Linked DNA regions of Zea mays: regions 2 and 3 are each linked to region 1. The links are chromatin contacts, called in public Hi-C maps. All regions are on one chromosome and are shown on one strand. The core of a region is the stretch at or near the end of the contact, and the rest is flanking DNA. Distances in the headings are between cores, read along the strand shown. Region 1 holds the start of LOC100381550. Region 2 holds the start of LOC103164614 (Putative RING zinc finger domain superfamily protein). Region 3 overlaps LOC103641836.

Region 1 (3,877 bases), core at 648-3,147:
GATTAACTCTAATGAACTCAGATAGGAGAAAGAGGTGGGAGTACATTACCTTGAGGCCAAGCAGGCGAAACTCGCAGGCATAGAGGAAAGGATAAGCAACGACCAAATCAAACACAAACGAGCCTTACACAAGTAGATCAAACACACCCACGCACATCGACGACGTGGTAGTGGCAATAGGACCCTCCAGACTCGCTCGTACTCGGGGGCGACGTTGCAATGGCCAAAGTCGAAGGTGATGACGATGTCAAGGTCGCCATGGGCATGGTCTAGTTGGGGAGGTCGAAGGCGATGACGATGACATGGTCATCGTGGACGCGTACAAGCCCTCGACGTCATCTGGGTCATTGCAGACGAGGAGGAGGTTGGGGATCCGATGACGTGATCGGGCTCAAAGTAAGAGCAGGAGTCGGACAAGAGCGTGATGACTCGCTCGTCGTTGGATGACGAGGCGAGGATGACCCACTCGTCGCCGGAGTCCTGGTCCGAGTGTATGGCAAGCAAAGGCGAACGCTGTATCGGTTGGGCCGTAGTCGAGGGTGAGATCACTGTTACGAGGCTGCGTTGACATTCGGAAGGGAAGAGGATAGGACGAGACGAAATGCATAAAAGTTTATTCATTTGTTGCTGTGCTTATCCCACTACATGATGAAATATTGTATGGTTGTTAGATAAGGCGTGGGGAGAAAAATAGACCTACATGTTTCGCGCGTGATGTAAGACACACAATACACAATGGTGGAAACTCATGCTTTAAAATAGCAGAAATAACTCAGTTAAAGTATACAAAGGAAGTTAAATATGAGGGATAGTTGGAGAGGAGGTGAAATAGAGAAAGGAGAAAATATTTAAATATGGATAGAAATTCGAAAGTACGATTGTACGAATAAGAGACCCGGGAGGGTGAACCATTGGAGCCTAAGCTACAACACTATTTTTAGGGCTAGTTTGATAACTCCATTTTTCTAAGCGAAGTATATTTTATCAAAAGAAAATAAACTAGTTTCCTTTAGGTCTAGTTTAGCAACTCTATTTTTCGAGGGATTCTCATTTTCTAAGGGAAGATGAACTAATTTTCTTTGGAAAAATAAAATCTTTTGGACAAATAGGGTTGCCAAACTAGCCGTTAGAAAAATAAAAATCCCTTAGGCCCGTTTGTTTTATTGGAATTGAATTCCATTCTAATAATCACAATTTAGACACAAACTACTTGAGTTAATATATTTGTATATATAATATATTTGTATATTATCCTAAATCATATGAGAGAGACAATTATACACCACGCTTATGCTATAGACAAGCAAGTAGAAGAGTGTGCTATAAGTTATATATTAGAAAAGTAGCATGTAAATCTATAGAACTATATTCCATTTATTATCTTATGAATTTGAGATAGACTTATATATAAAAACTTTGAAAAGTTGTGGACTGTTGTATTCTAAAAAAATAACATATTCCATTAGTTAGATTTCAAATTTTAAAAATGAAGAAAAACAAACGGGCCAATAAAAAATGGAAAAAATGAGCTTGCCTTAAGGAAAAAAACGAGACAATGTACTTGCTCTTATACCTCGTCACGGCCCATGGGCTAGATCGCCATTCGCGTCAGCACCAACTAACCCGCCCCTCGCCTACCGCATCAATTGACGCACGCCTCCTGCGGCAGATCCGCAATTCCGCAGCCCGCACACGAAAACCAGGCGAGACAGTTTGGGTATCCTGTGAACCCGGCCTCCCCGGCCATCAGCAGTGCCCCCCGGGCCCCGGTCTATTCAGCTATTCTTCTCGTGCTCCCACCTCTCTCTCTCTCTCTCTCTCTCTGCTTACCTCAACTTGGGGAACGCGCACGGCCGTTCCACATACGCCGAGACTCCGACAGACTCAGCTCCCAGGGTTCTGTTCCTTTCCCCCACAATCGTACGCTTCCGCTCGAAGCTTCCGCCATGAGCGAGGACGAGGCTGAGAGCTCGAGCTCCGGCGCGGCCGCGAGCGAACCCAAGGATCCGAGAACGATCGCTCGCAAGTAAGCGCACCTTCCTATTATTCTTCTGATCTGTTTTTAGATTTTCACGCGGAGGGCCGGCCGGCATATTTGTCTGCGCGGTTTCTATGGGAGTGATGGATTTTTGTTTTGTTTATTTTTGTGCGAGACCATAGATTCGTTGTGTGTATTGCTCATCTGTCGAAGTTCGTGAAGGTTTTAGGCAGGTTTCTGAGACGCGATTGTTTTTTTGTCCTCCCTGCCATTTAAACTTACTTTTCACGCCCGGATTTTCCCCATTTTTATATTGTTTGACAGAAGCGTTTCGTGAGAGAGTTAGTATAAGTTGCGATTGGGACGCCTTCTCCACTAGGGTAGTCCGAGAATAATTTTCACCAAAACAACAGGAACTAAAAGCACTCGTAGAATTAGACGTTTAAGTATAACCAAAATTCATTTTTTGTTACAGAAAACATGTTTATTCCGAGGAATACGTAAGAATACTCCTGCCGCCGCTCTCAAAGGCTGCAGCCACCTGTTGCGAAGATCGAGAACGTGATATCCCTTTCAATCACTAGGATTCGGTCCTGTTGGTCGCCTGCTCAACATTAAAAGCACGTCCACAACCTGTCTACGCAATTACTTTTATGACAATGCAACACGCCAGATAAGGGAGAACGTGTCAATGCATAAATGAACAATGCAGAAGTGAAGGCGGCTGTTTTGACTGCTGCAGCTGCAATATGGGTGTTTGATTTGGCTTTTGGCTTTAACTTTTGCCCCCTAAAAGCCAAAAGCCAAACCAAAGGGCTGGATCCAGGAAGAAGTTTTTTTTTCTAAAAGCCGACTTTTTTGTAGTGCAAAACTGAAAGCACCCCTGAATCTGCTTTTAGTGGCTTTCGGATGGAATTTTAAAAACATATATCGAATAACTTTTAACGGTTTTTAGTGGTTTCCACCAAAAGGTTTTTAGCTTTTTAACAGCTCAAAGCCCGCAACAGCTTTTTCCACGGCTCATAACCTACAACATTTTTTTCACGGCCACAACCCAACCAAACAGGCCCTATATAGAGACAAAAATATTGTAGAAGCAGTAGAAGCCGGTTTAAATCCAAGCGAACAGGCTTGCTGCATGTAGCAGTGTGAGACCTAAGTGTTTTTTTCCTTAAAATATTGTCAGACAAATTAGCGTCACTCTGCTGCATTACCTTATAGCTTTTGTTAACCAAGGATTTTCTCTATTTCTTTCAAATAATACTGGGAGTATGGACAAAACACTAATGGTTTGCTAGCTTTTGGTATTTAGATATCAGCTGGATCTTTGCAAGAGGGCAGTCGATGAGAACATCATAGTGTATCTTGGAACGGGATGTGGGAAGACACACATTGCCGTGTTACTCATGTATGAGCTTGGTCACCTCATCCGCAAACCCAGCCGCGAGGTCTGCGTCTTCCTCGCACCGACCATACCCCTTGTCCGTCAGGTAGAATAGCTCCCTGCTCTTCTCACTATATCTATATTCTTTTTTGGTGGGGATGAAGTCATGTGATCAATTTTTTTATGAGCACACCCCTTATTTGTTTATGGATGTTTGTAACCACATCTTTCGGTACCAGGTGCACATTTACATGCTTAGTCAGTGCTCTTTTCCTGTATTTGTATTTTGTAGCAAGCAATGGTGATTGCAGATTCCACAAATTTTAAAGTTCAACGTTACTATGGAAGTGGTAAACACTCTAGAGATCACCAGGCATGGGAGAAAGAGATGGGAGAATATGAGGTATGGTTTGCTCTATGTTCTTTTTGCTGGAAGCTGCCAAGTGACCACTGATAATCTAGTTTTGAATATTTTTAGTGGCTTAGCATAAATTAATAATGCTATAATACTTGAT
Region 2 (3,877 bases), core at 671-3,170, 160 kb before region 1:
AAAGGAAAAAACTTGCACATATATTATATATATAAGAACAATACAGGACCATTTCATATGTATTGAAAACTTTACTTACAAAGCCAAGGAATGCTGATGTCAATAGAAACATGAAACCTGTCAGTGTAATCTGGAAAACAAATGCATCAATACTCAGGATTTCAACAAAAGAAGCACAGTTCATTGTAACAAAATGTGAATTGAACTCTTACCATGTTCGGTCTGCAGATCATCCCAGCATTAGTCAACCAAACAATGAATAAAAAGATAATGTTAGCACTCAGCGTGGATAGCTAGGAAAAAGAAGCGACAGCTTGATGTGTGCAAGCATTAGGTTGAAGGATGTTTGGAGCTCTGATTCAATCAATTAATCAATGAAGTGATAAATCTAAACGACGTACTTGCATCTGAAATTTTATAGAAGCAGATGCGGAGGCAGTAAGACAGAGGAGAAGGGGACAACCGTCTTGGTGGTGGACATCAGCTACCCGCTAGGGACACCACTCACCTGGTACCCTTCAATCACAACAGGATCCAGTTCACCCTAGCGGGCGTGTACGACAGGATTCAGGCGCTGCAGGATCACGACGCAGATATCAACGGTGTGACCCCCGCTATGGCCCTTATCGAAGAGCGAGACAGCGACGCCGAGCGGCACCTCCAAGAGGAACGATGCCTTTCTGGTCCCAAACAGGAGGCATGAGACCCTGCTGTCGGACACGGTGATGATGGAGATCTCTGTGACTCGCGCTCTGGTGTCACCTGTCTTCGCCAGGGTCGTTGGAGATGAAGTCGGCGACTGCTCACCGATGGGGGCGAAGTTCCCTACGATCTGCACGACCGGGTCCGCTGACGGAGACTTGAGGCGGGGCCGCTCGAGTTTGTTGTCGATGGAGCTCGGCGGCGGTTGAATGATGCCAAGGCACCCAGGCGGTTTTGATCCACGCCGTCGACCCCATTACCGGTGAATGAGCGGAGTAAAAGGCGAGCACGAGATGGTGAGCGAAGCTCCCAACAACCGCGGACGTGAGGCGCTCGCCCGAATCATCCTGGATATTGCTCCCGTCTCTCTGCCTCGCATGAACTTGCGTGGCCTCGGAGGAGCCCGGCGACCGCCCTCCCAGCGGCGGCTTGGTCGCCGAGGCTGGCACGACGCCGTCGTCTGATCTGGATCGGGAGATGGGCAGCGAGGCCGGCGCCGAGCGGACGGGCACAGGCCCGTCGTCGTAGGAGACCGATCGGCCCATCTCGAGGCGCGCCAGGGCGGGGTCCCCGGCGAGCCCCAGCATCTGGAGCAGCTTCCGGCGCCGCTCCTGCACGGGCGCCGGCTCGGACGTCCACACGTCGAGCGCCGCGGCGGTTGCGCGGGGGCGGGCGGGGGCACGACCTTGCCTCTTGTGAACGCGTCCCTTCCAGGGCGGCGAGCAACACGGACGCCAGGCGAGGAGGTGGGGCGGCGAACACGGTCGGTGGCTGTTGCGTGGGGAGGGGTGGATTTGGTGAAGCCGGGCGGATCGGAGACTGCGGGGAAGGAAGAGGATCGGACGAGGGTAACGGGGGTGGGGGGCACCGGGGCAGGGGCCATCCCTCGCATCTCCAACCTCCGGGGCGGGGATCGGGCGATGGGATCGGACGACTGGCGGCGGTGGGGGATCGAGCGGCTGGTGATCGAACGGTTGAAATTGCAGAACAATGGAATGGACGGTTGAGGTTGCAGGATGGCAGAATGGTAGAACGGCAGGAGGCAGACTACTATTACACTCTTAATAGGTAGTATAGATTTAGTTATTTGAAGATGCGTTTGTAGGAATAAATGTGCACTCACTGCACTGTGATACCCGGTCTCGTAAAAAATACTTGCAAGAAAAAAAAATCCGAAAGGCACTAGAGTCGCCTCGGAGAAGCTGTTCCACAGGCCCACGGGCCAAATGCGATGACAACAGGGCCTGGTTGGGCGTGCCTACGTGCGTCAGCATGTTCCTCCCTGCCATGTACACTTGCATCTGCATACCTTCTTCTTGACCTCAATCGTAACGTTTGACGCCAGAAACCGTCGTGTATCACACAGCCGGATTCACCCATAGGCCCACCGATTCCCATATGGAGCCCACCAAAACCCAACCCATTACCTGATCCCAGGCGGCAGCGGAAACGCAAGGAGAGGGGCGGCGATGATACAGTAGATTTCAAACTCAAACTGACCACCAGAGAGAGATAGAGGGGAGAGATCGGAGAGGAAGGACGTTTGGAGCAGGCGGCTATTGCAGGCTTTGCAGCCGCCGTCCTCCTGATTCGGGCCCCCCTCCCCGGATCGCTCCAGATTCGCACGATTTGGGGATCGTGCGTTTCGCCATCAGATCGGGAGAAGAAAAATCAAGGTAATCTCTGTCGATGTCGTCAGATTATTACGTGCTAGGGTTTCCAACTGCGAATTCCATGAGTTTTGGGCTGTGTCGCCACATTTCGCGTCCTCTCCCAATCGCCTCCCCGTCACAGCGTTTCCTCTTCCTCCACGCCGCGGTCCTTCTCCGCGGCTTTTGCGCTCCTTTCCATCTCCGTCCGATACGATGCGATGGGACCGCTGTTGTTCTTCTCCATTCTGTCGCGGCGTAGACGAATCTCAACCCTAACGCGCTGAAGGCAGGTCTGCACCGGCCTGGTAGCGCTGTCTCGTGGAGCTATCTCTAGAGGGGATAAGCAGGTGAGGCGAAGCCGCCATTTTTTCATATGACAACCGTACTTTTGTACGCCGCAGGTATGGTGGTGGCAAAAGTTATTGTGGACCAGTAGGGGTAATAGGGCCTTCTGGCCAGCACTGGAGTTGTCACTGATAGTAAACTTCAGCTTAAGAGTGATAAGATTTATAATTTGATGTTATATTTACCTGTAACTCTGGGATGTGTGAAATGTGTTCTAAGTTGTCGTTTGATGTTACCAGTACAACATAGTAGCTGATTTGGGAAAACGTGAAAGCTAGGTTATGTTGTTTTGAATTGTTTTAAGTACAAAGTCATTTGTAACAACTCGACAGTATATTGCACTTCAAAATTAAGCAAGCTGTTACATACTAAATATGCTCAATGCTAACTGTTTTTTTTTGTCTTGAACCCTCAATCCTATTTGGCTAGGATAAACTTTTCTGAAAAGCATTATTTTTAAAGAAAACATTCACCTAGTTTAGTTTATTGTCCTGCTTCTGTTGTTTTTTGGTATCTGACTAGCTGTATCCAGTTCCAGTACAACTGTTGCGATCTTGTCCTACACCCATACTTCTAATCACACCACACCATCCCCTAGTCTACCTGCTTCCACGTCCCAACCTTCCTTTTTCCCCCTCTGCTGTCACCTGCTATTCTATCCATGACTATATCGCCATGAGCTCTCTCAACATCCCTGTATCACTACCATGCTATCATCGTCAAAGTCAAATGTTCCCATTGTTAGAGCCATGCGCTTTTGTTATCTTGATGTGTAACAGTCGTGCTTCCTGCTTTAAGATCCCCAATCAAGCTTTTGCATGTTCTTATTTCTTATTGGTTTCCTTTCTTGTTTATATAGGTCATGTTCTCATTATAGTGTTAATACTTGTTTTGTAAAGTAACCATTGGAAAAAGTGTTGAATCTTAAGTTTGCATGCACAGGTGAAGGGGCAAGTTTCTGCAACTTAAATAAATAGAGTGAATATGACTGACATGAATTCTGATGAGATTCTTGAGGTTCCTGACACTCCTGACCGATTACAGCAGTCAAAATACCATGTTTCCAGCTCTATTGTTGGGAGGGATGGTACAATGGCAGCTGCTAATCCATCACCACAGCGCAAATTTAGAATTAGATTCAAGAACAATTCCGTGCAAGGTTCATCAAGTCAAAATAA
Region 3 (3,877 bases), core at 916-3,415, 140 kb after region 1:
TTAGTTAGTGCATCCATTCTAACAATTATTACACTAATTGCAATAGATAGGCTTCACCAATGGAAAATATCAATAAGATACACAAAAGTCACTGTTGTTGTACGACTAGATGTGACTCTTGAATTTGATTTGTAATGTATGCTAATAAGAATTGGACTTCCTCAAATTCATCCCAATTCTCTCTACAATATTCGCCCTTTGATTGCCTTGTACCCCAAAAAAACAAACTATTTCATTAATGTTCTCTATTGAGAATTGTAACTTGCCTATATCAAGTCAACATATAGTACTATAGTAGGGATGTCTTCTCTCACAAGTTGCTATTTGTGTCAGCATGGTGTACGCGTAGCTTACCGAGGAGTGTAACACCACTCTCCTGCATATGGATAACAAAATGTCTGGTATCTTGTTTTCCAAATGCAAATGGAAGGTTGAATTATTCCTGCTTCCTTCTTTCCTTTTATATTTCCGGTCGAGATTTTTTTTGGCACTAAGAAGAGAAGAAGAAATACTGTCTAGCAAAATGGAACATTATGTGCCAACCCAAAGATCAAGGAGGCTTAAGAATTAGGGACCTAGATATTCAAAACAAGGCTTTGCTAAGTAAATGACTTTATAGACTTTTGACATCTGATGGAACTTGGCAACAACTGATCTGCAATAAATACTTGAATACGAAACCACTCTCCCAAGCCTTTTGGAAATCAGGGGATTCCTATTTTTGGGCTAGATTAATGGAAGTGAAAGATTACTTTTTGAGGTTTGGGACTTTCACAATAAGGAATGGTTCTCAGTTTAGGTTCTGGGAGCACATCTGGTTGGGTACATCGAGCCTACGTGACCAATACCCTTGTTTGTACCATATAGCTAGACATAAACATGTGAGTGTGGCTGACATCTTCAACACTTCGCCTTTGAATTTGTCTTGGTGTAGAGATCTGATAGGACATAAATTAGTAGTGTGGAACGATCTAACTCCACGACTTGCTGATGTAGTTCTATCGGATGAACAAGATGGATTTCGATGTAATATGTGAGTAGATGGACAATTCTTTGTGAAGTCACGTTACACTGGCTTAATTCACCTAGATGTACCCAACCTTAATAAAAAGATTATGGAAACTAAAGGCCCAAAATAAAAATATTCCTTTAGTTTTTACGAAAAGGCACAATATTAACTAAGGATAATCTAGCAAAGTGAAAAGGCACAATATTAACTAAGGATAATCTAGCAAAGTGAAATTGGAATTGCAACGTGTTGGCAAGTTGTTCACAGAACCTCATTTCTGCTTGCTGTTCAAAAGATGGTCAAGATTAGCAAGTTGTTCACAGAACCTCGTTTCTGCTTGCTGTTCAAAAGATGGTCTAGATTTTTGCATGCTTCCTCGTCTTGCATGTCGCATTTAGTGGATGTGGTGATCTGAGGGATCCCAGAACATGCCTGGTTTCGTTCCTCGGCGGAGGTCATCCTAATGGACTCATATTGCATTGAAGAAGTTCATCCAGATACCCTGATGAAGAAAGATCTTTCATCCTACGTGGTGCGAGCGTGGTGCTTTGATCCAGCAATATTACAACGGAAATTGGCGCTTCACATATTGGAAAAAGGGTTGCAGGTTGAAGAGAGGAGATCTCTATCATATGGTATCAGTGTCAATGTAATTCTCGCGGATAATACGGACGCTGCCTTGAGGTCCTGGCCTCCTTTCCTTCCGGCGGACGGTCATCTTCCTAGGGACTTTGATGATCACGACGAGCGGGATCGGCGGATCCTCATTCTTGGCGTCCGGACGGTTCCCTGACAGGCGGTGGTCGGTTCACCTCCGGCTTGGACCACAGCCGCCGCATGGAAGGGGGGAGTCTCGCGTGCTCCTGGGGAATCGGACTCATCACCCCCGGTTCTTTTGGGTGCACCGCCGGAGCAATCAATCTTCCTGAAGGGCGCGGGGCAAAGGAGATCCTGACAGAAGATTTGGGGCTGCCGCGGCTTCCTGATGCCGCTGGCCGGGAGGAAGACGAACAGTTCCCTAGAGGTGGAACTGCAGACAGTGTGAATGGCACGATCGGGTCGCTGATCCCCCCAGGCCGATTTCGCCCCAGCCCTTGGTGACTGGACCGCTGGAATCGTTTGGGCCAAGATCGCCCCTACTGCTGGCCCCTCTTGTCCCCGTTGTCCCACCCTCTGGGTCCGCTCTTGGGCCGCCGGAGACGGGACATGGATCTGACATTAGGCCGTCTGAGGTCTTGTTCGGTTAGCTCTCAATTCATGTGGATTGAGTGAGATTGAGTGGGTTTAAATCTCAAATAAGGCAAAGTTTTTTAAATTTTTTCTAATCTCATTCAATAAATAACCGAACAAGGTATGAGATGGTCTGTGCGCCTGTGGTCTTGCCCCATTCTGTTGGGCCGCCTGAGACGCAGATTACAGTACCAGCCTCGCACCATTCTCTTCTTGAAGAACTGAACCGTGATGGTGATCAAGCTATTCAGTCAGCTTCTACTGTAGATCCCAGTTCCTTTCCTGGGCAAGCTGATCTGCATTCAAGTAAAACCAAGCTCAAAGTTTACTCAAGAAGAAAAGGTGGACCAACTCAGGAGATACAAGTGGCCCCTAACCCCTCGAGTGTTGGGGCTCCCATCCTGGACATGGCGGATGGTACAAGCAGTTTGATCACAGACATCTCAGTACCTCTGGTCGATCCATCAACCTTCATTAGCAGGATCAACAAGAGGTCTGCACATCTTCTTCCAACGCCTAGGGCTGAACAGAGGAACCTGAATTCTCAGACTATGACTGTGCCTCGACGCAGTAGGCGCGTTGCTGGGATTGGCGTCGAATTTTCCATGCAAGAATGGCGCAACAGGTCTTCTAGGAAGGCTATGGGGGCTCTGCATATAATCAAGGAATCTGATGGAGTTAATCCTGAAGCACTGATGGGGTTAGTTCTGCAGACAGGATGGACAACCGTGGTGGTTAACTTGTGTATATGGGCCCTAGGGGGATGCTGAGAAAATTCTTTTTCTCCTAGAACTGAGAAATGTCAGGGCAGCTTGTGTTGGACCTTGAGTGGTAGCAGGAGATTTAAATCTAATCTATAAGACTAGTGACAAAAACAACTCCAACCTCAACAGAGCCATGATGGGTTGCTTTAGGACTCTGATTAGCAATCTTGCCCTTAGAGAAATTCAGTTACATGGAAGAAAATTCACCTAGTCAAATCAGCAAGATAACCCGGTGCTTGTGAAGTTGGATAGAGTTCTTTGTTCTGCTGATTGGGAAGCCTTCTTCCCAAATGTGCTCCTGCCCATGTCTTCTTCCCAAGATTCAGATCATTGTCCTCTGATTCTAGGGCTGAAGGACAATACTTTTGGCAAGAAAAGGTTCCACTTTGAATCTTTCTGGACAAGAATGGAAGGTTTTTAGGAGGTGGTGTTGGATGCTTGGAACTCTATAGTGCCTACTAGTTGTCCCTAAATCTGGATAAGAAACTCAAGGAAACAGCCAGAAGATTTGAAACAGGTGGGGCATATAGTCTCTCAGCTTTCCTTGGCAAAGGAGCTGCTTCACAGATTTGAAATAGCCCAGGATCGCAGACCTCTTAGTCCTGCTGAGAACTGGCTAAAAAACAAACTCAAGAAACAGTCCTTACTTTTGGCCTCCTTCAAAAGAACAATGGCAAGATTACGTTCAAGAATCACATAGATAAAGGAAGGTGATGCAAACACTAAATATTTCCATATGCATGCTAGATATGACCATGTGGAGGGATGGAGAAAATTTTGTCACTAGCCAAACTGATAAAGCTGCACTGGTGGACCAATTCTACTCCAACCTCATTGGGCAGTCTGGGTTCAGGGAGAGAACCATTGACCTGGA

Evidence for each region. Hi-C and Micro-C count contacts between places; a contact is called where the count stands out from the background.
Region 2: a contact with region 1 is called in a Hi-C map of ear, with 2.0 times the contacts expected there. The contact joins the promoter of LOC103164614 here to the promoter of LOC100381550 in region 1. A contact is called at or near these places in 2 of 25 Hi-C or Micro-C datasets (ear and tassel).
Region 3: a contact with region 1 is called in a Hi-C map of tassel, with 2.4 times the contacts expected there. The contact joins the enhancer-like site here to the promoter of LOC100381550 in region 1. A contact is called at or near these places in 2 of 25 Hi-C or Micro-C datasets (leaf and tassel).

Annotation. Positions count from the first base shown.
Region 1 is chr10:132,626,094-132,629,970 of Zm-B73-REFERENCE-NAM-5.0, reverse strand. It overlaps LOC100381550, which reads left to right and starts at 1,897. Exons shown (of 25, transcript NM_001353555.1): 1 at 1,897-2,026; 2 at 3,291-3,468; 3 at 3,655-3,765. The coding sequence starts at 1,947.
Region 2 is chr10:132,791,078-132,794,954 of Zm-B73-REFERENCE-NAM-5.0, reverse strand. LOC103164614 (Putative RING zinc finger domain superfamily protein) reads left to right here and starts at 1,920. Exons shown (of 9, transcript XM_008665161.3): 1 at 1,920-2,378; 2 at 3,642-3,877. The coding sequence starts at 3,684.
Region 3 is chr10:132,489,844-132,493,720 of Zm-B73-REFERENCE-NAM-5.0, reverse strand. All of the region lies in intron 13 of LOC103641836, which reads right to left. Among protein-coding and RNA genes, the nearest start is that of LOC103641836, 20 kb to the right of the region's middle. Within about 2 kb of position 2,165, at least 17 of the 20 cell types and tissues checked have an H3K27ac peak or open chromatin away from gene starts, as enhancers often do. A contact at or near this core is called in tassel, where this site is marked.